2 separate regions of the Mus musculus genome follow, and region 2 is linked to region 1. Evidence: chromatin contacts called from public Hi-C data. All regions are on one chromosome and are shown on one strand. The core of a region is the stretch at or near the end of the contact, and the rest is flanking DNA. Distances in the headings are between cores, read along the strand shown. Region 1 holds the start of Ret (ret proto-oncogene). Region 2 overlaps Bms1 (BMS1, ribosome biogenesis factor).

Region 1 (3,735 bases), core at 428-2,927:
GGGTGGCCTGGGCTCAATTCTGTTATCAGAGGGAAACTTGGTACAAATATTTTCCAGAGGGAACCAAGTTAGGGTAGATTGAAGGACAGTAAAATGTGCAGCCAACCGGGTCAATATCCTGTATCCTTGTGGTTCATTTGGTCAGGGTATAGGAGCGAGGGCAGTGACCAGCCTTTGAAAGGCCACACCTAATGAGGGGCGCCTATGTGTGCTGTCCATGATGCTGGCAGCCCATCACCACACTCCCGAGTGGCAGGGCCCAAAGCTCTGGGTAACTAAATGTCAGCCCTGGACCCTATTATGCCTCCAAAAGACACATTTTCATGTGCTCCAGCGGAATAGCATGTGACACAGGACTCCCAACTGTGGGGCAGAGCTCAGAGCTCTCGGCGAAGACACGCGGGGACGGGGGGGGGGCGGGGGGGGAGAGACCACAGGCTTTTAGGTTTTTAAAGATCAGGGCGGCAAAAACACACACAGGAAAAATAACCTTTACTAAAGATTGCCTCAGCGCCCTTCAGCCAGACGAATGGAGCTACAGCAAGTGCAGAATTGAAACGCGAAAAGAAAATCTGGGCGCTGCAGTCTCCAAGCGCTGGCTCAAGTCGTGGGCTTCCCAGGGCTGCCTACCCTGTCCGCTCGCAGCTGCTCCCCAAAGGCGACAAGATCTGTCCGCTTCGCTCGGGCACACGGCCGGCCGCGGCTGGAAAAGCGACCAGCTTGGGATGTTCAGCTGCGGCTTTGGCGGAGCAGTCTACTCTGCCCGGCTCGCAACTCGCACGGACCCAAGGCGAGCCGAGCCCCGCCCAGCCGGTGGCCCAAGCGCAGCAGCTAGCCGCAGCGACCCGGTTCCCAGACCCGGAGGCCCGCCAGCCGCGCAGCCGGCCGGTGACAGCCAATGTAAGCGCGCTTCTGCGCGCGTCAGCTTCCCGGCTCGGCGCGCAGCGCTAACTTCACCCCGGCCCCTACCGTCCCAGCCGCCCGTAGGACTCACCTTCTCCTAGCAGCGGCAGGAGCAAAATCAGCTTCAGCCCCAGCCCTGCGGCGCCGGACGTCGCTTTCGCCATCGCCCGTGCGCGCGAGGGCCGCGGTTGAGGAGCAGGCGGGTCTCGGCGGCGGTGGGGTGCGGCGCTCAGCCGGGCCTCCCCATGCCAGCCCGGGCGCAGCGGGCACTGCGGGCGCGTTGCGTCCGGGCGCGACTCCCAGCTGCGGACTCGGAGCCGCTCTCTGCTGTTGCTTGCACGGCTCCGGTTGCGGTACTGATGAGAGACCTGCGCTGCCTGCGCCCGGGGAGCGGACTGGGGCAGGGCAGGGCGCAGAGGGAGTGGCAGCGAGAGGGGCGGGACCAGGGGTGCGGGTGTGTGTGGAGGGGCGGGGCTCCAGGTACTGTGTGGGGCAAGGTGGGGCGGCACCCGACTGCTAGGGGAACCTCTATTTCCTCTCTAGATGAGCGCGGGTCGGAGCTGGGTGCGTGTGGGTTGTGGTGCGGGTGCTGGTCTACTAAAGGTAACCTGGATCCATGATCATTTGCCGGCATAGCCACTTTCTCACCCCGTGCGTCTCGCTTGCTGTTTCTGTTAGTCCTTTCCCGCCGCCCAGAAAGAGCAACACAGAAGATTCGGCGTCTGGGCCGACTGGTCACCTATACTCGCAGAGACCCAGAGTCTAGAATGATGTCCCTCCAGTCTCTGGACGCGAAGAGCATCCTCCGCCATTTATCAAGGGGGCGGGAGTGAGAAGCGCGTTTGGAGCCTGCAGCTTCTTCTGGGGTTAGAGGCGGGAAGAGGGGAGGAGCCCTGATCAAGAGAAAGAGGGACAGAGAGCCTGCTTCCAGTGTACAACATATCATGTGGTGAAGACGGTTGGGGGTCCTGTTGGGCTTGTTTGTGATTCCCAGGACCGGTACAACCAATAGGACCAAGACACTGGCTAATTGCACACCTTTCAAAGAGACCTGCTACCGTTGTCGTCTGGTGCAGTGCTGGGAATTGTATGCGCTTATCCCACCAAATAGAAGAGCTCTTAGGATGTGAACTGACTGATAGGGCAGCGGCTACAGGGGTGTTGGGAAGGATGAAAAGAGAAGTTTGCCAGAAGAATCGAACTCTCCCTTCCCCAAATTATGACTAAATATATTTACCCTTGATATGGGAGCCTCTAGGCAGGAAATAGAAGGTCGGATGCAGGCTCTAGATGCCTGTGAGGAAAACCCATCTCTCCCTACTCCCAGCTGCTTTTTGAAGCATGGCTTGCAACTAGTAATGGAAGGAAAGAAAAACAGACGCCTGTAGGACCTTGGAGTGAACAAACAGGTCCTGGAACCTGAGTCTGGGGAGGGGCTCAGCTGCTCCTCTCCTTCAGTATGCAGAGCCCCACCCTCCTGCCCGACTGAGCTCAGGGTTGAATAAGCAATCTCTGTACATCACTCTGCAGATATGAAGTCAAAGTGAAGTCACCCTCACAGGCAGGAGCAGAAGCTGCCAAGACATAGGCTGACTTGGGACCAGGCCAGCTGAGATCTTATTCAGAGCCTGCCTGCTGATCCGTGGGTATCCAGACCACCAGCCTTCTAACCTAGAAGAGGCACCTTGAGATCACTGGCCTTGGGTTTATGGGGATGGAATTAGTCACAAGGTGCTAATACACTGGATCCCTGGAGTTATCACTTGGGCCTGTGTCCAAGGAAGGGACCTGAACAGGAAGGTTCTCTCTCTCTCTCTCTCTCTCTCTCTCTCTCTTCCTTCCTTCCTTCCGTTCTCTCTTTCTCTCTCTCCCTCTCTTTCTTCCTTCCTCCCTTCCTCTCGCTCTCTCTCTTTCTCTCTTTCTCTCTTTCTCTCTTTCTTTTTTTCCCCCCTACAAACAGGTTCCTGTGGCTGTTTTCCAATAGAATGCAAAGAGAAAAGAGGTCTGGTCCACTCTTCCAACCAGCCTCACTCTCATACCTTCTTCACCGACACTGGGATGAACTCTGCCCATTTTAAGGACCCAGGCAAGAGTACACTCTTGTCTCTTCCTCAGGCCTTCACAGCCTTGAGTGTCCAGATAGCATGGTCGGGACATTTCCCTCTCCTCTGAAGATCTTGAGTGGACTTTTACTCGAGCCCCTAGACATGCATATGCATGCATGCATGCAACCATGTTCAGATACATGGACCCTACATACTTGAGTGCATAGCAAACCCTTCCCTGTGTACGCCCCGGGAGCTGAACAGAGACAGCAGCAGTGGATCTGAGGGAAGCCATGGACCAGCTGCCATTGAAGACCACATGGAAGGTCCAAACTTTGCTTGACCTGGCCCAAGATATTAACTCAGTTTTCAGAATCTGAGCACGGTAGGAGGGAGCTTCCTCTAGGGGAGGGGAAATGGCTGTCTCCCTGTACCTAGGGCAGGTTTGAGGCCAGGCTCAAAGGTCTCTTAGCCTGTGAGTCACCTAGGAAGCCCCACTCTTTGCTCCTGTCTTTTTTTTTTCTTCTCTGGGGAAGGTGAGAGTCTGCATGAGGTTCTATTTTTCTTTTCCTTTTCTTTGTCTTTGTATTTTTTGACGCTTCCTAATCTATTTGCTCTGAACCTCAGTTTCCCCTGTTGTAAACATCTTCCTCCCAGAGAGAGGACTTAATCTGTAGTAAAGGGAATACATACGCAGATGGAACTCAGTGCCAGCACCAAGCACATGCTCAGTAAAGTCATAACCACTGTCTTGCCTCGGTTCCCCAGAACTTGACCTTGACCTTCC
Region 2 (3,836 bases), core at 157-2,656, 190 kb after region 1:
GTAGCTCATTATAAGAGGAAGAGGGATTTACAGGTGTGAAGTGGCCTAGACAACCTTGATATCTTCTTTTGTGCAGAGCTGAAAACCAAACTCTAGGCTTTATAAGCACTCTATCACTAAGTACCTCCCCTCCTTATACAAGTTCTCTATCACTGAGTACCTCTCCCCACCTTATACAAGTACTCTATCACTGAGTACCTCCCCACCTTATACAAGTACTCTATCACTGAGTACCTCCCCTCCTTATACAAGTACTCTATCACTGAGTACCTCCCCTCCTTATACAAGTACTCTATCACTGAGTACCTCCCCACCTTATACAAGTACTCTATCACTGAGTACCTCCCCTCTTTATGCAAGTACTCTATCACTGAGTACCTCCCCTCCTTATAAAAGTACTCTATCACTGAGTACCTCCCCACCTTATACAAGGTCTCTATCACTAAGTACCTCCCCACCTTATACAAGTACTCTATCACTGAGTACCTCCCCTCCTTATACAAGTGCTCTATCACTGAGTACCTCCCCTCCTTATACAAGTACTCTATCACTGAGTACCTCCCCTCCTTATACAAGTACTCTATCACTGAGTACCTCCCCACCTTATACAAGTACTCTATCACTGAGTACCTCCCCTCTTTATACAAGTACTCTATCACTGAGTACCTCCCCTCCTTATAAAAGTACTCTATCACTGAGTACCTCCTCACCTTATACAAGGTCTCTATCACTAAGTACCTCCCCACCTTATACAAGTACTCTATCACTGAGTACCTCCCCTCCTTATACAAGTGCTCTATCACTGAGTACCTCCCCTCCTTATACAAGTACTCTATCACTGAGTACCTCCCCTCCTTATACAAGTACTCTATCACTGAGTACCTCCCCTCCTTATACAAGTACTTTATCACTGAGCACCATCTCTAGTCCTTATGGTCTATAAATGTATCTTTAATGGAGACCCCTTCCCAAAATAAACTTTTAAACTATCTTCTCTGAACACTGTGAAACTGAGTGTGAAGTCTACTGAAATCTTGCTGTTTGCTGCAAACTGGTTTATCTACTTTCTACTGAACACTTAGGACAAAATTTAGGATTTTTTTTTTCCTTACTAACACAGCTTTAAAGTAGTGAGAAAACCCAGTGGATTAATCTGTGTTGGCTCTAGGACAGGCTCATGGAGAAGTCACAGCTGCAGTTACTAAGAATCTCTGCCTTTAAGTACAGGACAAATCATTTAAAGAAAACAAAAGTATCAAATGCCAAGATTTCAAATACTCTTCTAAAAATTTTAAATCTATTATTTTAAAAGTACAGGAAAATCTGCTACCTAACCCCATTTGATGATTCATAGTCCAAACAAAGGCATGCTTGGAATCCTAACAGGGCCCTCATGCCTGTGGACAGTGTGTAATGGCCACACAGATGAACTTGTAGTTAGACTTTAGTCTCTAGCCTGAAAATAGCCATTACAGACAAAACCCAAAAAGAGGATCCACACAGGAAGTGCTGCTGGCTGCAAACACTTCAGATAAGTAAGAGTCTGCTACTCTTTAACAATGTATACATTTGTAACATGAATACATGGATATACAGACCTTAATAAATGAAGTATTCTTGAATATTTTAAAAGGAAAACCAGTTAGTTTTAATTTCTTCACAATTTTTATGGATTTATCCAGGTCAAGGACAACTCCAGTGGCAGCAATCCGAAACTCAGGCTAAAAGGAACCCAAGATTGAAAAATATGACTAACAGGGGAAGAAAAATTTTAATTCTCTGTGACAATTATAATAATAGCCCAAATCCTTTTCCTTACAGTTAGCTATAAAAGGCACAATTTCATTTATTTTCGTATTAGGTACTTACTAGTACTCGAGATTAGGTACTAGTACTCATATTAGGTACTTACTAGTACTCGAGAAAGGGTTTAATAGCCTAGGCTCACCACATGTGGCAGAGGATGTCCTAGAACTCTTGCCTCCCTGCCTCCACCACCCTGGCTATGAACCAGGATTTTAATTATGCTAAGCCACTGCTGCTAATTTGACTTTCTCCTGAGAGTGAATCCATGGTAATCGTCTCAGAACATCACCAGTTCAGAACCAAAGGCAAATTCAGGTGCAACTGAATTTAAAACTGAGACTTTGGACCCCAGGTGGATTGTCTGTTTAGCACCCTTTTTTCTCACATGTTAGGTACAGCCAATAAATGAAGCTTGTTCTGTTCAGGCATAGACAACTCTGAAGATACTTTGTCCACACAGTGCTACTAAGGGACAGCATCATGTCTATAGGGTTATGAGGGACCCACACAATGCAGTATAATATTGAGTATCCAGTGAACGCTGCTTAAATATTTTTTAAATAAGTCCAAACAAGGCACAAAAATATACAATGCCATTGTGCCATTACAATCCTATCTCTCTCCTGATTCCCACACTCCACTTAGGAAAGCCAGGCAAAGCAATGCACACCAGGAATGCTAACATTCAGATGGCCGAGGCAGGAAGATTGTGAGTCTCAGCTAGCCTGGGCTACATATCAAGACCTTATCAGAAAAAGAAAGAAAGAAAAAGAGAAGGAGTTGGGGAGGGTGGGCAGACGGTAGGCAAAGGATGCAGGAAGATACAAAGCAAGGAGAAACTTACTAAATATTACATATAAAAATAGCTGGTTTTCAACTTAACTTCATGAATACAGTTTATATTCTCTAGTTCATCTGTATAATCAATAAAGAATGCATCTCTGTTATTTACCATTACACCACTGACAGACTGTATCGCCAAAAATCCAGTTCCTTGTGGAGTGATAGGACCTTAAAGAAAACAGAAAAGGAAAAATTGTAAACCACGTATTTTACTCCAACCCTTTTTCTCAAAGAAACAAATCTTTTAAGTTGGGTTTCAAGACAGACAAAGAACAAAACTATAGGGATAGCCTGAATAGTATAAATTGATCTTATAATATTTATAATCAATTTACCCCAAAAAGTTGCTCCACAATGCATGTGTTGTGGGGTGTATTTTAGAAGCCTTTGTCTTCCATTGTGGTCTTCAATGTAATACAATGGGATGGTCTGAAATCTCCTCCATCCTACAGAAAAAATAATGGGGTCTCGAGACTTGAGGATTTTCTTATACCAACGATGTTTCTTGATGCGCATCTGGAGACATAAACATTCAATAAAACAGAGTGTACATCCAAATGACCCATCTCCAATCTTGCAGCAAAGGGCACCTACCTGCACATACCCCACAGTGCCCTCGCTATTGCCCAAACCACCCAGAATAATTGGGTAGTGTGGGTCAAAGTTCTGCACAAATTCACAAGGGATGTTTTCGATCTCAATTCGAACATACATTCCAGGTCGAAACCCCTCATACTGAACTCTGGTTTCATCTTCTTGATCTTCAAATTCAGCCTGGTTAAGCTACAGAGGAGACAAGGAGACAACACCAGGAGTCTCAATCAACATCAAGATTAACTTTTTAAAAATACAAAGGAACCATGGACATAACAATTTAGGTTTTATTGTAATAAGTTCTATCCACTTTGCTTCTATGCTTTAAGACATGTACCAACTGTGTTTTCTGCGGCTCCAAGTCACAGCCACTAACTCCAAAAAGATCCCTGAATGCTGCTCAGCAAATGGTGCCTTGGGTAATCCCCTAACTCTCCTGACTGTCAATCATTCAATCATTTTAGACACCTCTACTCATCAACAGTCTTAGAATAATAGTCAATATATCATCCTCCGTTATCCATGCTTTTAGCTGATGGCAGTTTCTGCTTACAGTCAGCTATGTTCTGGTGTTTATACACACACACACACAC

The links. Hi-C and Micro-C count contacts between places; a contact is called where the count stands out from the background.
Region 2: a contact with region 1 is called in a Hi-C map of embryonic fibroblasts, with 20 read pairs. The contact joins the enhancer-like site here to the promoter of Ret in region 1. A contact is called at or near these places in 21 of 39 promoter capture datasets (the 3T3-L1 cell line, 3T3-L1-derived adipocytes, the C10 cell line and 13 more), 2 of 15 datasets of contacts at CTCF or cohesin (the NIH/3T3 cell line and pro-B cells), 44 of 484 Hi-C or Micro-C datasets (the AML12 cell line, the BV-2 cell line, the C2C12 cell line and 33 more), 25 of 115 datasets of contacts at active chromatin or transcription factors (the HPC-7 cell line, T-cell acute lymphoblastic leukemia, VIP interneurons and 18 more) and 2 of 9 other capture datasets (adipose tissue and macrophages).

Annotation. Positions count from the first base shown.
Region 1 is chr6:118,196,067-118,199,801 of GRCm38.p6, forward strand. Ret (ret proto-oncogene) reads right to left here and starts at 1,678. Exons shown (of 19, transcript NM_001080780.1): 1 at 995-1,678. The coding sequence starts at 1,067.
Region 2 is chr6:118,389,560-118,393,395 of GRCm38.p6, forward strand. It overlaps Bms1 (BMS1, ribosome biogenesis factor), which reads right to left. Exons shown (of 23, transcript NM_194339.1): 16 at 3,244-3,432; 17 at 2,985-3,165; 18 at 2,759-2,817; 19 at 1,599-1,721. Among named protein-coding and RNA genes, the nearest start is that of Bms1, 28 kb to the right of the region's middle. Within about 2 kb of position 1,407, at least 10 of the 459 cell types and tissues checked have an H3K27ac peak or open chromatin away from gene starts, as enhancers often do. A contact at or near this core is called in embryonic fibroblasts and tail fibroblasts, where this site is marked.